Linked DNA regions of Oryzias latipes: region 1 is linked to region 2. The links are chromatin contacts, called in public Hi-C maps. All regions are on one chromosome and are shown on one strand. The core of a region is the stretch at or near the end of the contact, and the rest is flanking DNA. Distances in the headings are between cores, read along the strand shown. Region 1 overlaps adk (adenosine kinase). Region 2 overlaps adk (adenosine kinase).

The links. A called contact is a pair of places that touch in the nucleus more often than the background predicts.
Region 1: a Hi-C map of fibroblasts shows a contact between it and region 2, with 2.9 times the contacts expected there. The contact joins two enhancer-like sites. A contact is called at or near these places in 2 of 5 Hi-C or Micro-C datasets (embryo and fibroblasts).

Annotation. Positions count from the first base shown.
Region 1 is chr19:10,134,214-10,140,591 of ASM223467v1, reverse strand. adk (adenosine kinase) reads right to left here. Exons shown (of 10, transcript XM_020711872.1): 6 at 6,104-6,212. Among protein-coding and RNA genes, the nearest start is that of LOC111946377, 9.7 kb to the right of the region's middle. Within about 2 kb of position 4,036, at least 5 of the 8 cell types and tissues checked have an H3K27ac peak or open chromatin away from gene starts, as enhancers often do. A contact at or near this core is called in embryo, where this site is marked.
Region 2 is chr19:10,083,189-10,089,155 of ASM223467v1, reverse strand. adk (adenosine kinase) reads right to left here. Exons shown (of 10, transcript XM_020711872.1): 4 at 238-316. Among protein-coding and RNA genes, the nearest start is that of adk, 14 kb to the right of the region's middle. Within about 2 kb of position 4,230, at least 4 of the 8 cell types and tissues checked have an H3K27ac peak or open chromatin away from gene starts, as enhancers often do. A contact at or near this core is called in embryo, where this site is marked.

The DNA.
Region 1 (6,378 bases), core at 2,787-5,286, 52 kb before region 2:
CACACCACATGTATCTGAAGCTATCTGACCAACAGATGGAACAGTTACATCAGTCAAAAACAAAAAAAAACAGGTCTTACCTGTTTTTTCTGCTGCTGGAGAGGACAAATACAAATATTAAAAAATAAAATAAAAATAACGTGAACAGGGTGCAGTTCCTCTATTAACCACTAGGGATGTGCCACCCATAGTTGACAGTCCCCATCAGTTCTGATTAAAAATGCAACTTTCTTAGTTTTACAGGAAATCTTGTGTTTACAGACAGATATTTTAAAATTGCCTATTCAGCCATTTTTACAAAGATTAATGTGTGGTAAATTTATATCCAGCCAAGATAGCAATAAGCACAAAACAAAACAAAAAAACACACACTAATAAGCCATTCGTTTAGAACAATGACTATTAACGATTTATTCTTTGAGTCAACCAAAAACAGACAATACTGTGCTTTTATTTCTTATTTTTATTTAACACAACAAGTTAAAAGTTACGACATTTGGAGATTTCAAATAAACTCAGGGCTTGCATGGTTAAGTGTGTCCATTTTAACCCCCATATCTGCTTGGATGATCTCTAAGGTGGGTTTTTGGACAGATCTTTTCTAGCAAACCTCTTTTTTCTTTGAAGTTTCTTTTTCGTAAACCTCAAGGTCTTCCATTTCTTCACGGGCTTAGATCTAGACGGACTCTGAAAGTGTTGATATTTTTCAGTGATTACTATTTCCGGCCTAATCTCGTTGACCGTTCCTGATCGCCGTCGTGTTAGAGGGTTCGCTGAGGCTTTCTTCTGCAGTTCCCAGAGACCTTCCCCTGAAGTGTTGATGTAGCTCTATCATGACATTCTTTGTGATCTCATACACCAGCAAAAATGAAAAGAAAGCATTATTATATCTATCTATCTATCTATCTATCTATCTATCTATCTATCTATCTATCTATCTATCTATATATATATATAGAGAGAGAGAGAGAGAGATATCCATATATATATACATACAGTATATTCCCTTGTCTATTTAATTCTTTAATCCATTTCTACAATAGAAAAGCAAAATCTTTTGTTTTCAATCTTTTGAGACTTTGCTCTTTCATGAACTCCAAACCATCATTATAAAAAACTGAAAAATAATTATTCTGCAGAACTAAATAACAATTAAAAAAGACTTCTACAAGGAAAATTGTGTTTTTAACATGTTCTTGTGTCATTTTTCTGATGATGGAGGACCTGATGATAATTAAGAACTTGGAGGAGAAATCTAATTATTGATTTCAAATTTTTGTCAAAAACCTTTTTTTTTTTTTTAAGGAAATGTTATTGCCTTAATAAATACTGCAGCTGAGTGAAAGCCACAGCATGTGTCTGCAGCGAGCATCGTTGGCCTTTCCACCCTAATTTACCACACTCCACCCGCTCAAGCCTGTAGGGTGTGGAGGTGGCTGATGCTCCAGCAGGGCTGGGCCAACCCATACATCCCACCAGCAAAGGACACCCTGCCAAGAGCCAATCACCACACACACTCTCTCCTGACAGTTTATTACCACTCAATTAGGCAGGTGCACTTCCACACATAGGCTTCTGACAAAATGCAGCTCCCGGATGCATGTTTAACATCCAAGAGGATTATATAGTGAGAGCAAACACTAACTGCTTCACCCTTATCACTTGATTGCCTCAAGATTAAAATCCTATAATTGGTCCAAGCCAGCAGGAGAAAAATATGAAACAGCCAGAGAATATGATGAGATGTGGTCGACTTGTAATTAATCAATTATGAATTCAAAATCATGAGACATTTGCAGGCAGTTATGAAACGTTTGATTAGGCGCACTTTAAGTTGTACTCTGCTAAAGACACTGGGACGCATCAGAGCAGTTGTCCGTCCTGTGACATGACCTCCAGAGATGAGAGGCATGCTGACACGCTGGCTTGGCCGGTGAGAGACGGGACTTGGCACCCATTGCTCTTTGTCCCCCCACCCCCGAAAGTAAAAAAAGAAAAAGGGGGGGGGGGGGGGCTGGCTTTCAAATCTTAACACCAGTGGGCCCAGATTGTACACATACCAAAAACACACAGAGTCGAGAGAAAAAAAGGCAATCCCTTGAGATGGGATTCTAATAAAAATGAAATGATTTACAAATCTATTTGATAAGGCTTGCCAGAAGTCAAACTTGGCATGTAAATGTGGTGGGGATTAAATTTCATCGGCAACCAAGACTGTAACTGATCGCCTGCAGACAAAAGGGGAGCCTGCCAGTACCCCCCCCACCACCACCCCCCCACCTCTCCATCCTCCCTCCTGTTTTCTCTCCCATGCCTGCATTTCACTGCATGATCCCTTCACGACTGTTCGGAAGGACAGGGGCAGAGCAAAAGTGGTGCAGTGTTTTGGAAAAGGTGGAAAACAGAGAAGGGCTGGGGCAGAAAAGGCAGGGGGAAGACGGGATGAATGTTGGAGATAAAGAGCAGTGGGGAGACAGAGAGCAGAAGGACAGCGGGAAGAGTCTCAAGGTCAGCATCAGGACAAAGTCCCGAGTTGGACAGTCGCTGCTGCAGTTCACCTCTGTGCTAATCAGGCCTTCAGCTGGCTGATGAGGTGTCAGTAAGATGTGTTGAAATGATTTTTCCTTTGCTTTTTTGGCTGTGGGGTGGAGTAACAATGTGTGTGTCACTCTTGGGAGTAAGCAGGCTGACGTTCTCCTTGCAGTGCCAGTACTGCATTTTTTTTTCTCTTCCTGCCTTTTCTTTTTTTTTTTTTCCACTTGCATATTATGCCACAGTGGCTGAAGTTGAACTTAGTTTTCCCCTGCAGTGACGGGAAGAATGGAACTGCCAATTAATGTTATATAAAGTCCGCCAGTGTTAACAGTGAGTGTTCAACTGGCTGTGCTGCTTCAGGTCCCACTCCATTTATCTTTTGATCTACTTTAAAAGCATTACCATTGGTCTTTTATTTAGTATTATACCGTTTTTAGTGTCACAGAACCCCCAGAGTTGTGGATGGGACCGTTGGCATGAAGTGAGCCTACTCTTATTTCCCATCATCTCTTTGTTTACACTCTCTCCCGCTAGCTTACAGTCCCTCACACCTCCAACTTAACATCAGCGGTGCAACAAAACTGGACAGCATCATCAGAACTATCCAGCCATAACGTTTTGATCTAGATGTCAGCTTGGAGGACAAAAACGAAGGCGTACATGGAACTATTTGTCTGCAAAATGAAGCATCGGAAAGGAGCGGAGCAGGGAGCTTGTGGCCTGCCAATTATGGCCCCTGCGTCACTGCTACAGTTTTATCCAACTGCATTTTTCTGCAGTTGGATAAAGCTCCTGAATCAGTTGCTCCTGATTCACGATTTGAATAAGGAAATACTCGGTACTTCTTTAAATATGTTCTCCATCATTATAAAAATGCAACAAGAACATGTTCAAAACACCAAAAACATGATTTTCATCTGAGTGGGTTTTTAACAAAAAGGTGCACTAGCTAGTTTCCCCTTCAGGCACACCCAACCTCTTCCAGCCTATCGTAGGGTTGCAAGCTAACAGCTGTGATCCGATTTGTGACCTAACGGTTTTGCAGCTTGTGTCGCATTGGGCGAGTTCTGTGTAGCAGGCGGGCTGGCAGGGGCGAGCGTCTCCTCCGTCTATCCTTGGGTTATTTCTGACCATCTGTGCCCAGTCATTAACAGGACTTTTCACAGTCAATTGTCTTGTTCCTCTCCCCTCGACTCCATGCCTCTTAGTTACACTGACCATGAGATGTGCTTTTTCTTTCTCCTTGAATGTAAATGGCTTATTTGAGTAGAGGTCATTTTATTAGCAGGGGCCAAGTAGAGATATAGGTTAATTCAAAGTGGCATCATGGAAGATGCATCAAGCAGTGCAGATCAAATTACAGGGCAAAGCGCTCAGTGGTATAAAAAAACCCAACAACAAGCCAGTGGTATGCTGCAGAATGTGTATGTGCACGCTGTGTGTGTTAAACAGCAACGTATGTGTGTCTGAGAGCAGGAGAGAAGCAAAGAAGACAGCAAACGGAGAGGAGAAGCGGGAGGAAGAGGAGGAGGGAGGGGTGTCCATAGAAGGCCAAGGGGGGATGGGATGGAAGGAAAGTGGAAGCAAAAGAAAGGAGGTGCAGGGGAGGAGGAGGAGAAAGAGGCTAACTGGGCCAGCGTGCACACATCACCCCCACCAATTAGAGTCACTCATCTTCCCTCCTCACAACACATCACCCTCCGTTTCTGATGTTTACAATTTCCAGGGTAAGAACTAACTGTACACACGGCGGCGGCGATGGCATTCAGCAGGAAAAAGAGACGTGCCTGAAATGGATTTAGCCATTCCTTCTTTCCCCCCCCTCGCCTTTTGTTGTTGATCTTTGTGCGATGATTTGCCTAAGGACTCAGATTTCCTAGCAACAGCCTGCCACCAAACATTTGGCAGGAGTTCAAAACCCTCTCTCTTTGTGAAAAAACGGCAGTGCTGCCTCCCCGCTCTGCGTCTGCCACCAGCCCTGCTGCTGCCACCGCTGCCGGATGAGCCAGGCGGGCTGCAAGAGCTCTCCAATAATGCCGTTTTCATCCAATCCTGCCGCATCGCAGCGGCCACCTTGAGAGCCTCTGCCAGGGATCATCAATCAGCCCCTTGAACTCACATGCTCTGACAAACATCAACACATGTATGGGGAAAATAACATGCTAACACACACATGTGGACTTTGCGGTGACTTAATTTGCAGAACATGACCACAAAAACCACCTGGTATTAGTGGGATGGAGATCAACAAAGCATGTAAATATACAGAACTGCTCAGTGCGGTGAAAGGGGAGAAATCTACAATATGAATTTAAAGCAGTTAAATACTTCTAACTGCTCTTGACGAGGTTAATGGAAAGAGGAGGCTCCAGTCTAGACTCGTCATGCAGTACAACATGGGAATTGCCGTGGCGCTGTATCTAGACGAGTACCTTAGAAGTCTAATAAAGCGAGTGATCCCTCTGTTTTGACAAAGAGGCCCTGGAGGAACACAGAACGCCGTGTTTTTTAGATTCCAGGCACTGACAAACACCCATTTGTGGCCCTTCTATCCCCCCTCAAATCCCACGGAAGCTTTTCCCTGTGCACAAGACGGTCGGATGTGGGCAAAACCCAACTGCCAATTTGCAGAGGATGTGCCGTGTTTGCTAATGCGAAGCAGAGGCTAAAAATGAGACCACACATACGCCGACAAATCTGCTCTGTAGCGCAAGCACCGACAGCAACTCTTTGTATTTTTGTTGTTGTTTTTCCTTACTTAATTTTCGTGTTGGTCTTTATTTCTCCAACTGGGTGGCTAATTATGGAAACGCCATCATTATTGCACTACATCATCATCTTTAACTCCTGTTTAGAGGGCTTGTGGGTAACGTGGGGGAGAGCACACGGGGAATTTCACTTGGGACAATGTGCCAGGGAGTGTGTTGATGGCTGGGCTGTAATGCTGATTTATGTTGATAATGAACTGTTTAAAGATTTGGAATGTAGTGTGATTTCAGGGCTATCATTTGTGCCTGAGATGAGAGGGAAAATGGTAATCTGCTGGAATTAAATATAATCCCAAACAGTGAAACACGACCGAGGCGGGCCATCCTACTCTAGAAGCTGCATGTGAAGACATTACCTCAGCAGGGCCGCTTGTGTGTATGTGTGTGAACGTCTATAAACTACATTTGTCCTGCTCAATCTGTGCGCTGTGTTTTGTCTGTAAGGGGAAGACTGTGTAGGAGGGTTAAAGCCGAATGAACTTGCATAATCAATTTTCACACTTTGGCAGCACCTGTTGGTTTGTCCCCATGTTAAAAGAAATGAATGAATGCATTACATGTAGAGCAATTTCACACTGTGCTGCAGCTTCGTGCACAAAGACAAGAAGAAAATGGGGGAAAATGGAGCTGTATTGTGTCAATAGGTAACATAGCTCATTTCACTCAACAAAGGATGAATGGTTATATTGACAATGCAGAAGGCGTGCTGAGGCATTTCCTGAATAAAGCCTCTTAACATTTTGTCCTCTGTTGGCAATAGTTGGGGAACAATCATTTTGAATGTAGAAGGTCTCACTTACTGCAATATAATAGACTTTGGCTTTCTCCACCAGCTCCCAGTTGCTGTCCAAGTCCAGGTGTTTTTCCTTTTTGTAGCAGTTTGCCGCTGCCAGGTTAGCAACAAGGGACCTGTGGAGACAGACCCCATAAATCTTCTGCCTCGCTTGTCATCCATCTTAATTTTGTCCTTAAAAAAGAAAAAAAAACGCCCAGAAGCCCCAGAATTTTCTTTGTTCCTTGAAGATATAAAAGGATGATAACAGTTTCCTCTTCAGTGTCTGAACTCAGGTGAAAT
Region 2 (5,967 bases), core at 2,981-5,480:
TATTGCTTGATATGTCTCAGAAAATTAGGCCAACTCGATAACAGTGAAAACAAAAAAAAAACCTCCCCATCTTTTTTTTTTTTTTTTTTTACAACAGGTTTAATTAAAAAAAGTTGGCTGAATAGCAGCTTCAATAAAAGGCTTATTATGCATTTGGTAAGGCAAAAATACACAAATGCTTTTGTGGATGCAAGTACTACAAAAAGAAGATTTAAAAAAAAAAAAAAAGAATCTAACCTGAGCAATTTTCACTGAGTTCTGGGTAGAGCCGCCAGCGTGGTACTCAACTTTATTTCTCTTGACGATTTCAGCAAACCTGAAAAAGACAGAAAAAGATTGACGTGAATGTGTGCAGATCTACAACTATGATGCTAAGTTCATACCGCCCTCTGCAACACGCATTCAAGTGACCACTTCCAATGAAAAGTCTATGTAAACCCGTGTAAACGCACATTTCGGGCTTCTGCATTCAAAACTTGTGTTCACGTGTTGCTACGAAAGTTTCTACGCAAGTTTCTACAACCATTTTCAGGCTCTACGTACAAACGTGCAGCCGTTTTGAAAGTTAAACCAGATTAACTTTGACCAATCAGGGACTCTGATTTGGTAGTGACATATGGATGCCGTCCCTTTTTTGTAGACTGAAGACCCGACTGGTTAAAAAATGGATAAGAGAGGCGATATTATTAATTACGGTTTGTGCCAGGCCAGACTTATATGTCACCAAGTCTTTCATTTATCGGAATAGAGCTGTGAAAGAGAGAGTCTGGTGCAAAATTAATGAGTTTTGGATCCTTTCTACATTTCTCACCGCGCCTCTTCTAACAAAGAGTCTCAGGTAGCAGCAGTCCTGTGTGAACATTGCATACTGCGTTCAAGAACTGGGCTTTCTATCATTTTTTAACGCGCATCAATGAAAAGTCTCTGCAAATGCACGTAAATGCGGGTTACGAGCTTCCACGATCAAAACTCTTCCGTTCACGTGCAGATTTGCACATTTTTAAGATCGTTTTTTGGGCCCGTGTGAATGTAGCATAAAGGCGGTTCATCCAGAAGTAAAGACATCAGAAATTTGTATAAGGACACCAGCAGTCTATACAATTTCCAATGCAGTTTGCGTAGATGCTGTAAAAGGCAAAAAAACAATGTTCATAAGGTAAAGAGATGAATAATGGCTAGAAAAAAAATCTGATATGGCTGAAGCTGGTCATTGACAGACACAATAAAAACATTACACCCCAGTTAATGTTTTAACAATGTACTTTTTTTCCTGTATTCTTTCATAACTAAGCCATCTGTTTCCATTTCTTTGACCTTTTCTTAGTTAGATCTCCTTTGACTGAGAAGTGGACAATTGTGTCACATAAAATGTAAGATATGTGAAATATGAAGGTGGTGTGTAAATACACGACCAAGCGATAAAAAGGAGTCAAAAGAATTTGAAATTGTTGAGAACAAAAACAAGAGTTCACAGAAAGTCTAAAGACACTGGTATGAAGAAAGAAATGCTATCAGCACTACAGAAAACTACAGCTATAGTGACATTTTTGGTCTTTTATTGCATCACGTACACCAGGTTTGTGATTTGTTTTCTCCACTTCATGAATTTGTGCAAAAAATAATAATTAAATCTTGGCCAACAAAGCATGCATAGGTGCATCAGTCAGCGCTACAAACAACCTCGTGACCTGTTTTGCACATGCCTATAGGACAATATTTAGAGCCTCTACATTCTAAAATGAGCGTGCTCAACATATGTTGGACTTTACATGGGGTCACTTAACACTGCAGAGCATTATTTTGAGACCAACACATTAACTCTTAGGTTTCAAGAAAAAACATTTCAGAAAAATATTTAGGAATATGAAACATTTGTAAGTCTTCTGCTGGTCTTTTAGTTATGATTATGCCGTTTTATAGCCAAAATGAATAAGCCCTGTCATTTACTAGGACGTAGTTTCTGCGGAGCAGCAAAAGTTCGTCAGAAATTTGCCTCTGAGTTGTTGCTTACACAGTTAGTGCTGAGTGGGCCTGCCTTCGTTTCCCATCATCTCTTTTTTTTACACTCTCTCCCACCAGCTTTACAGCCCCTCACAACCCCAAGCTCACATTACTGAGGCAACAAAAACGGCGAGCAATATTGTACATGTATGAGCCAGATGCCAGATCGGAAAAGGAAAATCAAGAAGTACATTGATCTAGTCGTCTACAACTGGATGCATCACAATGGAGCTTGTGGCCCACTGACCGTAGCACCCACGTCACTGCTACCAGTTTTGTTTTTTGTTTTTTAATTAGGACAGTGCATATTAAACAATGTTTCAGCAGCTGCTTCAACATAAATATGCCAGGGTTAGCACAGGAACTAACTTTCATCCGTTGTCCTAAGGCAGGATAAAATGTTCAACAATTACATTTACAGCACAATACAATAGCACAATATCAGTGATAAAGATATTTACAATAAATCAGGAGTCTAAAAAAATCCAAGAAAAGCTATAATATCATAAACGTCTGCAGGACCGGTTTGTTTTCAGCCATTGTTTAAGTTTTAAACTGCACTTTTTCTAAGAAATACTCAGAAACGCAGTTTCCATTTAAATTTTCTTTATATATGTCCTCCATCATGACAGAAATGTTACCAGAACATGTTAAAAACACCCAAAACATGAGTGAACAATCTCCCTGTTTAGATATTCCCTAAAATGCAGTTCAGAAGTTAAAACAAAAAGAGATTTCTGCAATGTTTGCTTGACATTTGAGCATCAACACTGCCGTGCCAGCGTTACAACCCAGCATTAAATACACAATGCAAAATAAAAGGACTTCACCTCAGAAAAGGAAATAAAATTGCCAACTTTAAAGGAATTATTTTGTTAATTGGACATCGTTTTTCTGTCATTATTTCACCAAATGTTTTTTACTAAAAAAGATGTGAGTTGTTGGCCCACAACATTAGCTACATTAGCTAAAACTTACACGAATTTAAGAACCAAGTCTTTTTATGTTGAGAAAATGTTGAAATTTTATCAAATACCTGGAACAAGTGAAATAAAATGGGAATTGGAAACAGGGCTTCCATTGGGAAACGGGAGATAAACAATTGCAGCGTTTACACATAAACCACAGAAGCACACTTGACAAATACTGAAAGCAGTTCTTTCCGTTTTTGCATTTTCCCATCATATTGTCATTTTGAACATCAATACCTTTGGCGCTTAGGCGCAACATGATGCAAAGCTGGGCTCCGCAGCAGAGGCTTTTTCCTTGGAGCCAGGAACATGAATAATGTGTATTCTCCACATTCTTCACATAAACAGTCTCCTAGTGGGCCAAGTATATAAACGTGTCCACCCTGCTAGGGTAATTGACCCAACTGCAGTGAAGATGACATGCTATATTAGGAGTTGCTTGGCTTTTTTCCCATAACTCTACATCGCAGGCTGTTCCTTTGAAGCATATTTACAACAGAGGTGCAGGGGGGGACATCACATGACATGCTAAATAGGTCAAGGTGGACCATATCATTCCCTCTGGTGCCGTGTGTAATTTCATCTTATATTTACAGAGTGGAGGTAATTGTTGTGGAAAAAGCTTGATGCTGGCTTATGTTATGTTCAAATGCATTTGGGGATTTAAAATGTATTTTATGGCTTCACTTTTAGGAGGAAAAACATATGAATTTTAATCTTTAACAGGACGTGTACAGTTTTTATAAAATCCCAGTGCCACAGACTGGATAAATCCATATGCAGAGTGCATTATGACAAACCAACATGAGTGGAAACAGGTTCAATACCTGGCATAACCTTGCTTTAACGAGGCATGGTCGAATTTTGAGTTAGTGTGAAAGTACCCACAAATTCTTCAAAGAAAGTCTACATATCGTTTCTCAAGGCAAAGGGTCTGCCCGGGGCACAATGTTCCTAATAAAGAAAAAAATACTTTCCATGCAAGTGGAAAATATGCTAAGCAAAAGAGAAAAAAAATCTTTCCTCAGACACCTGTTATGAGTCCTCGACAAAAAGGAAAAAATTTGAGCTCTGTGGATGTTTATAGCAATGAATGTAGCCGAGGGACTCTACACCCATTTCAAATGGAGGCGCAGTTTCTGAGCATTTGAACTTTTTTTTCCTCACTAGAAGTATTTGCTCCACCTTTCAGTGCAGACAGCATGGGGCCCTGCTCTTGGACGCCTTGAAAAAAAGAAAAAAAAAATCCAATCCGAAAAAGGAGCAGCTGCCCGGAGACCTTTACACCCTCAAAAATCATGTGATCCCTCAGCAGCGACACCGTAAAAGGCCCCCATGGCCATTTATGGATAGAAAATCCCTTTCCATCTACTGCAGTCGGGGCTCACCCTTTGATAGGAGTGAGCATGAGGACAGAAATTGTTTTTTGAAAAAAAAATGTCTAAAGCTACTCACCTCACCCTTTAAAACCTGTTGGTGTTGCTCAAAGGAAAAGCAATTTCAACTGTGGCGCACATTTCACCAACATATAGAGTACATGTGCTTTACAAGAGGCTGCTATTGACACCGACTGGATATCACTCTTGAAATAGTGTTTTAAATACAAACACACCAAACAACAAGTCTGCCCCAATGGTAGGGGCAGCTCACATAACTCAGAGACATTTTGGTGTTTACATTCCTGGGGATTGAACCCCCCACCGTTGTTTCCCATCAAGGGAAATATGAGAGCCTCTAAGTACTTCTCTATCCAAGAGACTCACAAGTCCCCCCTCCTCACAAATGCTTTACAAAAAAAAGGCAAGTAGACTATTTACATGAGGCAATAATTCAAGATTTGCTCTTCTAAATCTCTTACATGGAGGGCAAGGCGAGCCCATTTAACCAATCCCTCTTCATTCGCCTTTGATGTTAGCCTATCTCTATAAGACTGGATGAGTGCTCTAAAATCCCAGTCGAGTGATTTCACAGGAAGAACAAGTCTCTGTTAATCAATGGCTAGATTGGATCTGGATCCTCCAGAGTGGTCTGCCTGAAAGTCCTCCCCAAGTGTTTGAGTGCACACCGGGGTAATTCATTGTTAATGATCACCGTAGCACCCATTCTCCTACGCGCCGTTCGTTCTCATTTAATTGCCTCGTTCACATTTAAACAGCTTACAAATCACAGGGACAGGCATGAAAAACATGATCAAGCTGTCCCGATCCCTAATCAGGAGAGGATCGACGTGTCTTCGCTGTCCTCCTTTGTAGAAGGTGCGTCGGAAAAAAGCTACAGGTATATTTAAACGGATGTTTTCTGCAGAGAAATGCGGCTAAAAGGCTTCGGAAATCACAGTTTCAACATGGCCATCTGGAGTGGAGACAAGTTCCTTCATTGATTAGATTCCCCAATCAGTAAGTGCATCCAATACCAGCCTTTCGTTGGTAGTCCAGAGGCACTAGAAGGACGGATGCACAGGTAATTGTTTCCATAGGTCAGGGGGAGGAAAAACCACTCAGGGATGTGACGAAAGGGAGATGGAAAGGGTGAGGAATATTGTTGTTTTTTTCTCTCCAATTAAATTGTTTGTCAAACCCTTCACAAAGGGTTACACAGTTTATCTGTTTAGGATCAATACGCTACGTCTGGGAGTGAAAGCTTGTCCCGACACAAGACAGGCCCATTAATTATTCTGTTCTGTGTGCTATCGCTGGGCTGCTCAAGGTTGAGCCTTATCTTTTCTTATTTCAAATCAATAATTATCTTCCATGCCTGTGCAACCCACTCAGAAATAGATGTACTTTTCATTCAATACCTGTAGAGTCTGCCTCTCTCGCGCAGCAGATGAAGAATGCAGAATGAATAGGAAATTCTTATCGCTGGAACATTAAGGCGGGGTGAGAATAGATGGCAAAGAACGAGGCACATAAAAGCACTGAGCACAAATGAGTCATGATTCAAAGAGCGACTGAGGCCTTGTTCCCTGTCCTCTGACACCCTCTAATAGACTGCA